Linked DNA regions of Columba livia: region 2 is linked to region 1. The links are chromatin contacts, called in public Hi-C maps. All regions are on one chromosome and are shown on one strand. The core of a region is the stretch at or near the end of the contact, and the rest is flanking DNA. Distances in the headings are between cores, read along the strand shown.

Evidence for each region. Hi-C and Micro-C count contacts between places; a contact is called where the count stands out from the background.
Region 2: a contact with region 1 is called in a Hi-C map of liver, with 4 times the contacts expected there. The contact joins the promoter of EHMT1 here to the enhancer-like site in region 1. A contact is called at or near these places in 2 of 2 Hi-C or Micro-C datasets (crop and liver).

What each region holds. Positions count from the first base shown.
Region 1 is chr19:9,081,788-9,085,976 of bColLiv1.pat.W.v2, reverse strand. It overlaps EHMT1 (euchromatic histone lysine methyltransferase 1), which reads left to right. Exons shown (of 28, transcript XM_065036005.1): 12 at 2,308-2,451; 13 at 3,938-4,164. Among named protein-coding and RNA genes, the nearest start is that of CACNA1B, 53 kb to the right of the region's middle. Within about 2 kb of position 2,371, at least 1 of the 3 cell types and tissues checked has an H3K27ac peak away from gene starts, as active enhancers do.
Region 2 is chr19:9,167,020-9,171,208 of bColLiv1.pat.W.v2, reverse strand. EHMT1 (euchromatic histone lysine methyltransferase 1) reads left to right here and starts at 1,807. Exons shown (of 28, transcript XM_065036005.1): 1 at 1,807-1,884. The coding sequence starts at 1,864.

The DNA.
Region 1 (4,189 bases), core at 1,122-3,621:
TTCCTCTGTCTTGGCAACCCTGTGCAGCCCCCAGGTCTGGCTCACTGAAACTCACAGAACCCCAGGATGTCAGGGGTTGAAGGGCCCTGGAAAGCTCATCCAGTGCAATCCCCCCATGGAGCAGGAACACCCAGATGAGGTTACACAGGAAGGTGTCCAGGCGGGTTGGAATGTCTGCAGAGAAGGAGACTCCACAACCTCCCTGGGCAGCCTGGGCCAGGCTCTGCCACCCTCACCAGGAACAAGTTTCTTCTCATATTTAAGTGGAACCTCCTGTGTTCCAGTTTGTACCCATTACCCCTTGTGATGGCACTCGGTGCCTTTCAGTCCGTCACAGCTGAGCAAGTTGGGCTCTGCTAGTTCCAGAAGGGTGGAAGTGGCAGGAGTGACTCCCTCCCAGTCTGGGAAGTGAGGCTGCAGGACAGGAACACGCTCAGTTGATCCTCCTTTTGCATTTGGATTTCTTCTATAATCTGAGCTGTGGTCACACTGCAGTGTGCTGATACTGGGACTAGGACAAGGAGTGAAAACATCCCTAGTTCTGTAGGATCACAGGAGAAGGGTGGATGGAGGGAGACAGGGATAATCAGATTTGCAGCCCATCTCTGCTTCTGTTCGTACATGCTGGTACCTGTACAGAAGGGAATTTCCAAAGCGTGGCAAAATCAATTCATTGAAGAGAGAATGCCCTAGAGACTTATAGGAGAGAGGGGGACCCCAGGATTTCTAAGTAAACAAAAGGTATATGAAAGAGTTTCTTCTGGTGTACATGGTGGCTTGATAGTTCTGTCCCTGGATAAATCAGAGAGAGGGATAGCAAAGGCCACGCTTTCTGCTAGATTCCTTTTCGTAATAGGATAAGTGACTCATAGGTGTTGTAAGAATATTATATGTGTGAATAGTGGCTTCTTCAGACTGTCTTGTCCTCAGAGAATGTTATAAATAATTATGAGCACCCCGCTGCACTCTCTAATGGTTGGAAATTAGCAGTTACTCATTTCATACTTTTTTTAGAGTTTCTAACAAATAATATAGTGTGACATAATAATGCAGGGACTTCTTCACCTGGACAGTGCAGCTTTTCAAGTGTTAATCACATTTCCTTAGCTCATAAGTAAAGTCAAGTCGATGGTCCCCTCCTGCCACCCCCGCAGCCCCTGGGCTCTGTGTGTCACCAGTGTCACAGCCACAGGTAGACTTTGCAGCTGGAATTTGGGTAAGTTGGATCAGAGACGATGAGCCCAGGTTCAAATCCATTCTCTTTTGCTGTAGGGGTGTTGATTCTGCAGGAGAAGTGGAGTTAAACAGAATTAGAGAGGAAGTCTAGTTTTGTTGAGGAAAAGCAGCAAAGCAAACCTCCGCTAGCCCAGAGGGACAGTCGGTGGGCGACGAGCAGGCTCCGCGCTCCTGACTCCTGCTCGTGGCGGCAGCGCGCAGTAAACCAGGCACAGATTTCAGTAGGGATGTTTCCTTGTAGCAGCCTTTCATGTTTATATTTCTGGATTACAATTGTCCTTTTCCAAGCACCTGGGGAGAGCCAAGGTTATGATCAAGAGCAGCTAAAGGAACCCAAAGAGCGTCACATCATGCTCGCAGGTGGCAGCTGAGATGTGAAAATGTCATCAACGTGATCTTTGTAACGCTCACTGGGGAAAAGCGAACCCAAATTATGGAGCCTGCTGTCATTAACAGAGAACAGCAAGGTGGTGCACGAGGAGGCAGCTTTTTAAGCCCAGAGCTGTACATTGGTGAAGTCCTTCGGAAAACATACTCAAAATATGACTTTAGGCGAGCTCTCGTGAACGCCTGCCTGTTCATTGCTGTGGTCTGGGCAGGGGCCAGTGCTGGAACCAGTACAGACGATAACTTTGCTGGCAGCGAAGAGCAATTATTTTTCGCTTTATCTTCCTGTGACTTATACTTCTGAACAGTAACAAGATTTAGTGCGTATGGTCTTGTTCTCTTGGTCACCACCACCCGCTCTTCCTGGCAAAAGGCGAGCGTGTGTTGTGTGAGTCAGGCCCCTGGGACTGCCCCTGCTGCCGCTGCTTGGCTGCTGCCTGTTTCCAGTTACAAGCAACTCAGGGTCCCCATGCATGCTAGTTAGTAAAGGATACGTTTCTTCCTGAAAGAGCAGCTTTCACAGCTTCCTGCCGCACCGCTAATGCTATCTGGCACGCGTCTGAATTACTGTGACAAAACCAGGGCTCATCGAGGCAGTGTGCAAAAGAAATCGTCCTCCGCACAAGCACAGAGAGTGTTCTTGGTCTCCAGTAATTTCATTTCCTTTAATTTCTCCTATTCCAGCTGGGCCGATGCACAAACAGTGTGGTTAAGTATGAACTGATGCGCCCGTCTAACAAAGTCCAGCTTTTGGTGCTGTGTGAGGACCATAGAGGGAGGATGGTGAAACACCAGTGTTGCCCTGGCTGTGGATACTTTTGCACTGCAGTAAGTCCCTGCTCTCAATCTAGGGAAGGGGGGACCTGTCGCAGGAGCTGGAAGAGCTGACGGTGGAGATGGTACCTAAAGGGGTTTACTGGCTGCCTGGCATCAGCTCCACCTCATTCCACAGCACGTCAGGTGGTGTTTTCAACAGGAATGTGTGTGAGGGTAGCTGCCATTGTCACCTTTACCATCCTGGAGACCCCAAGGGGTGTTACTGAAGGGTTTTCACCGGGATTGCACACAAAGGAAGTCTTCCCTTAGGGATTTCTTTGGAATGAGGGTGATTGGTTTTTTTTTGTTTCTCTGGGCATATGAATCACATCAAAAAATGTATTACCTGGGTTTGTAAATGAATCTGTGTGCACAAGAGTGGTTCTGTCCCCGCCTGCTGATGAGGGTTTAGATGGGGAACCTGAGTGATGGTGCTGGGACAGGCAGTGTTGGAGATCTGCTGCTGCTTCTTCCACCTCTGCCACCGAGGATTTTAATAGCGTGGTTCGGTCCTTTAAGTTGTCAGCATCCTGGTAAAGCTGAAAAACACCAGTCGAGGGCCTCACAGGGTGATGGGGAGGCTTAATTGTCTGATGCAAGTGTTTGTCAATGAAAGATGCTACGGTAGTTTCAAGCATTATTATAAGTGTAATAAATGGAGCCATCCTGGGTTTTCCTGCTGAGTCAAAGATCATTTAAAAGATAAAATCCTCAAAACCCATGAAGGCTGAAATAGAGTTGATCAGATTGCTTGGGAGGACCATGAATTAAGAAGAGTGGGTTTTAACTGACCTTTCCTTACACGCTCTTGGATCTCTGAGCGACATCTCATAGTTCACGCAGGTGAAGCTGGGAGTGTTTGTCCGTCACTAACAACACAGAGCGCAGCAGGGCTTCAGGTAGCACTGATATCACAGGGCAGCCAATTCTGGGGTACCCTCAGTTCAGTTCGGAGGACTTTGCCAGAAAGGGAAAAGAATTTTAAGAGTTGCCCCAGTCTGAATGAGCAGTCGGCCACATTATTTGGGTTAAACAGCATACGGGGCTGGTCCAAGCAGAAAAGTCTCATGCTTTAGGTTATATTGGGGTTTGGTCCTTGAATATTTGTGCACAGCTTGGTTAGGTAGTCTCAATGCCGGTACACGGGTCTGAAGTTTTCTCTTCCAGTTTTGAGGGCGTCCTTACAGTACACTGGCACTTCTGGAAATGTAAGAACTTCACGTGTTCGAGGAAAGAGCTGAAAATTGGGACTTATTGGTTTTGTTTCCCAAATGCAATTAAAAAACTTGCTTTGCAGTCCCTAACCAAGTGAGTTTTTTTCCCGTGACCTTGGTTTTGTTCTCTTCTAAAGAAGTGGCAGTGCTCGCTTACTGTATTGGAAGCGCCAGGGACAAGAGTGGTGCTGAATGAAGTATTTGGGAGATCTGCGGATGGAGCATGTGCAAGGGTGAGGCACGTGGTGACCGAGGTGTGAACTTCTCCTCTGTGGTTTCTTTAGGGCACTTTCATGGAGTGTCAGCCCGAGAGCAGCATCTCCCACCGTTTCCACAAGAACTGTGCCTCCCAGGTCAACGACATGAGCTACTGCCCACACTGCGGGGAAGACGCCTCCAAGGCCAAGGAGGTGACAATAGCAAAAGCTGACACGACCTCAACGGTGTCACTGACCTACGAGCAGCAGAAACCAGCGGCTGTGGAGGGAAGAGCTGACACCACGACGGGGAGGTGAGCCTGGGAGCACCCAGAGATC
Region 2 (4,189 bases), core at 558-3,057, 86 kb before region 1:
TGCGGGAGCTGGAGGGGGGGGCTGGGGGATAATTAATTAATTGGGACGGTGGGCGGGCGCTCCCCCGGTGGGTCCCGCCTCAGGCCCGGGGACTCTTATTTTGACCGCGGCGCCGCCGGGCGGGGCTGCCGGTGGCTCCTTCCCCACCCCGGGGCCTCCGGCCCTCGCTGTGTGTCGGGGTCTTCTCCTCGGCGCTCCGGTGCGCAGCGGGGGCCGGAGCGGCCGTGGCTCGGTCCCGGGTGGGGGCGATGGGGCGGTTACGGGTGTGTGGGCGCTGCTGGGTGATCTGGCAGCGTCGGGGTCGCTTTGTTGTTGCTTAGAGTGGATGTGGGGAACAATTTCTTCCCCAAAGGGCTGTGGGGCATTGGAACAGGCTGCCCAGGGCAGTGCTGGAGTCACCGTCCCTGGAGGGCTGGACAGACGGACATGAGGTTCTCAGGACACGGGGCAGTGCCAGGGGTGGGGTGGCAGTTGGACTCTAATCTTATGGGTCTTTTCCGGCCAAAATGACTTTATGATTAAAAACTTAGGCTAAATCTTGAGTTCCCTGGGTTTTTGTTGGCACTGCTCCTCCCTCCTGTGCCCCACCACCCCGAATCCTCCTGGTTTCACTGAACGCACCTTGTGCTGCAGTGGCAGCCCTGTGGGTGCTAACGAAGCTGTGCTGGGGATGGGGCGCCTGCACTGCGAGGGTGCCGGGACAGGCATGGTGGTAACCCCAACAGCAGACCAGGGTTTGTGGAGCACGTCCCCGGGAGCAGGTGGTGCCCGTGGCCTCTGATGACTCAGAGCAAGAGTCTGACTGCAAAGCAAACAAAGCCGTGTGTCCATCTGCCCGCAGAGAGGAGCCAGGAGGCTGTGTGGGGCTGCAGGAGCCACGGGAGGGAAGGTGTTCCTGGGGGGAGACGATAATAAATGTGTAAATTGACATCAGGGCTCCTGTTTCCTCCCAAGACACACACTCCCCTGCCCGGGGAGGCGGGTGCAGCAGTGTCTGGTGTGATTCCCCAGGTGGCAGGGGCTGTGGGGCTGAGGAGCCCTTGGAGGTGTTTATCACCCCCCTTGCGGTATCTTCTGCTTTACTGCAGAGCTGTAAAAGAGCTAATTGTTTTGCAATCATGGATTTATGGGCCTGGGCATTAGGAGGGGCCCTTTGGGGTTTGGGAGGGTGAAAGCGGCTATTGTGGGACCCTTGGGCCAGGACGGGGGGAGCCGCTGCTGCTCCCCCAGCCCGTCCAGCCCTGGCTTTAGCTGAGACAGACACCTGAGACCTTGTGTGCACTAGGCTGAAAATAACAGAAAAGTGGGAGAAGCTACAAAAGATGATTTTTAAAGTTTAAAGTAAGTTTTTTTGACAGGAGGACAGAGGGATTCTTTGACTTTTTCCAGGATCTTCTTGCACGCATTTTGTTTAGGTTTGTGGAAGAGTGCTGCTGCTGGGTGCTGTTGTCACAGGGTACGGTTTGGGAAACTCATTATCTACTCAATTAGAAACGACTGGTGCTCATTCCCCTCACACAGCTGAGCTGCTGCTATGGCTGGTGGGATAAATCCAATGGGGTGAGGGTCCAAAGCTGCCGCCTTGGGGGCTCTTGGTACAAATAGCGAAGGGTCTGTGGTCAGGGGGTGTCCATGTACTCTGTCCCCGTGTCACCCCATCACCATCCCAGCTGTACGGCCGCCTCCGGACGGGCGCCGCCATGATGCCGTACGGCTAGAGGTGCCCCGTGGGGGCCGCCATGCTGCCGCACGCATGCGCAGTGGCCGGCGGAGCGTCTCCATTGAGAAGAATGAGGGGAAAGGGGCGGAGCCAAGGCGTGAGGAGCCGCCGAGGGGGCGGGGCTACGCTCCGGGGCTCCGGCCATGGCCACAGTGGATGCCGAGGTGAGTGAGAGCGGCGGCGTCCATCTGCCCGGGCGGGGGGAAGGAAGATGGGGGAGCGTGGAGTGGTATCGCCCAGGGCCAGGCGGGTTCTGTCGGAGGCCGGGAGGGGGGCCGTGCCCCCGCCGCCCCATGGTTCAGTCCAACTCCTCTGAGGGGAAGAATGTGGGAGCTGCTGCCATTGTGTGTAGGGGGGCCCGGGACTCTGTATAAGTAACACCCCTCCACGGTGAGTCAGTGGTATGGGCCATACAGGTTTCGGGGTTCCCCCCCCAATGGGAGCCAGTGCGTGTGCCGGAGGCGGGGGGAGCGCCATCCATGTTCCGGGGTTTCCCCCCATGCGGCGCGGCGCCGGCGCGGCCCCATCCAGAGTCCAGGGCCGGGCGGGCGCGGCGGCGGCCGGGCCCCGCTATGAGCCATGCAGGTTCCCGGGCGGCGCGCACGGCAGCCGTGCGGGGGCAGGCATGAGCCATGCAGGGCCCCGGGCAGCGCGGCGGCCCCGGCCCGGCCCCCAGCCCGCCCCCGGCCCCGGGAGCAGCCCCGGCCCCGCCGCGGGGAGCCTGGAGGCGGCCGGGCCCGCAGCGCTGCCCGGAGCGCCCGGCGGCCCCGCGGGCGGGGAGCCCTGTGCCGGCCGGCGGGCCGGAACCGCCGGCTGTCGGGGAGGCGGGAGGTGGCGGAGTTTCCTTGGGAGAGCAGAACTCGGAGTTCTTCCTCAGAAAACTCTCCCAAGTTTCCTCAGAGGCCGAGCGGGCTCGCTTCCCCGCGCCGAGCCGGGGCTGGATCCCCCTTGGCCTCCCCTCGGTGAAAAGAATACATTCTCCCTCCTCGGAGGGTGACGGGAAGGCTGCGATGTGCTCTGGTTTATTGCTGTTATCGCTGTAGCGAGTTGAAATGCTCAAGGTTTGAGGAAATACCAGAATTGCATCCAAAATCCTCAGGGAAAATGAAGTTGGGCACATAATGACAATTAGCTGTAATTAGCCACATCACTAAGCGTCCCCGAAGAAAACAACACACAGCTCGACTACCCCATCAAGTTACACGAGTGGCACACGGGGCTCCAATACCTGTTGAGTTTGTGGTGTTTCTTTATGCCGGGCTGAAACTTTTTCCCTGGTTTTGTTGGAGTATGTAAACTCTTTCCATAAGCCTTTGCCCCCAGGTACAGATTGCAGCTGCTGAGCCTTCCCATGCACAGAGAGCCACGGGGCAGTAACACAGGTGTATTGGCACACAAACTGGATCAGAGCTGGGTGCGCGGATGCTCCGTCACTGCAGCACGTACAGGTACCGCTCAGTGTCTCAGAACAGCTCGGTTACGCCTCTTGCTGCAGCTTTGTGAGCGATACCGTGCTCAGAGGGTTCTGCTGTCACAGGGAACTGCTGCCCTGCCTGGGGTGAAGTTTGTAGCGCGGCAACAGCAATACTTTGTAAAGTGTGGCAAAGACAGCTTGGATTTATTACTCAGGTAGGATTCCCATTGGGTATTTTGTCCAAGGCTTTACTTATGCTTGCTGTCCCGTCACAACTGCGTCTCAAGGCCTGGTCCTGCCGCTGTTCCCTTTGGAAGAGGATCAGGTGTTAATCTTGCCGTGTGATAGAGGAATGAGCCCTCAGATGCTTCTGTGACTCCATGGTCCAGTTTTGCCTTGGTCCTTCCGTGCTTTCTGTGAGGATGGTGTGGCTGTGACCGGGGCAGGAGTTGGCTCATAACTCATCAACTCTCAGTGTACAGGTTTGTCTTAACACTACTTAACACCTTTTATTTTGGGAAGCATCTCCTGGCTGGGGCTGCTCTGCATGCAGAGCATTAAGAATCATTGCTCTTCAAATCAGGCTGAATAGCCACAGATGTTGCTGTGGATTATGGGGAGGGAACAGTGACTCATTTAGAGTTTAATTCCTCCCCTCCCCCATAAATTGTTAAATCTGAGGCCGGATCTGCCTTTGCTTACACCCCTCTGAGGCTGAGGGGAGGAAGTTGGTGTAAATCAGGCTGGAATTTGGAGACTGGAGGAGATGCTCTTTGCTTCCCCAGCGCTGGTGGGGCAAAGCGAGAACTAACACCCCACAAACCGTGGTGTTCTGCCCTGTGCAAGGTGGAGCAGAAAGGAGAGATTATTTCACTTGGTCAAGAGAGGTGCAGAGGTGTGTTCCTGGGAGGAGGTATTTGCTCTGAGCAAAGAGCCGGGCGGGTTGGAAGAGTCTGTGTGTCTCCAGGGAGTGTCCAGCCGCCTCTGCAGACAAAGTTGTTGGTGGATGGTTAACTCGAGACAAAAGTTTCCAGTACAGAATAGCTTCTTGTCAA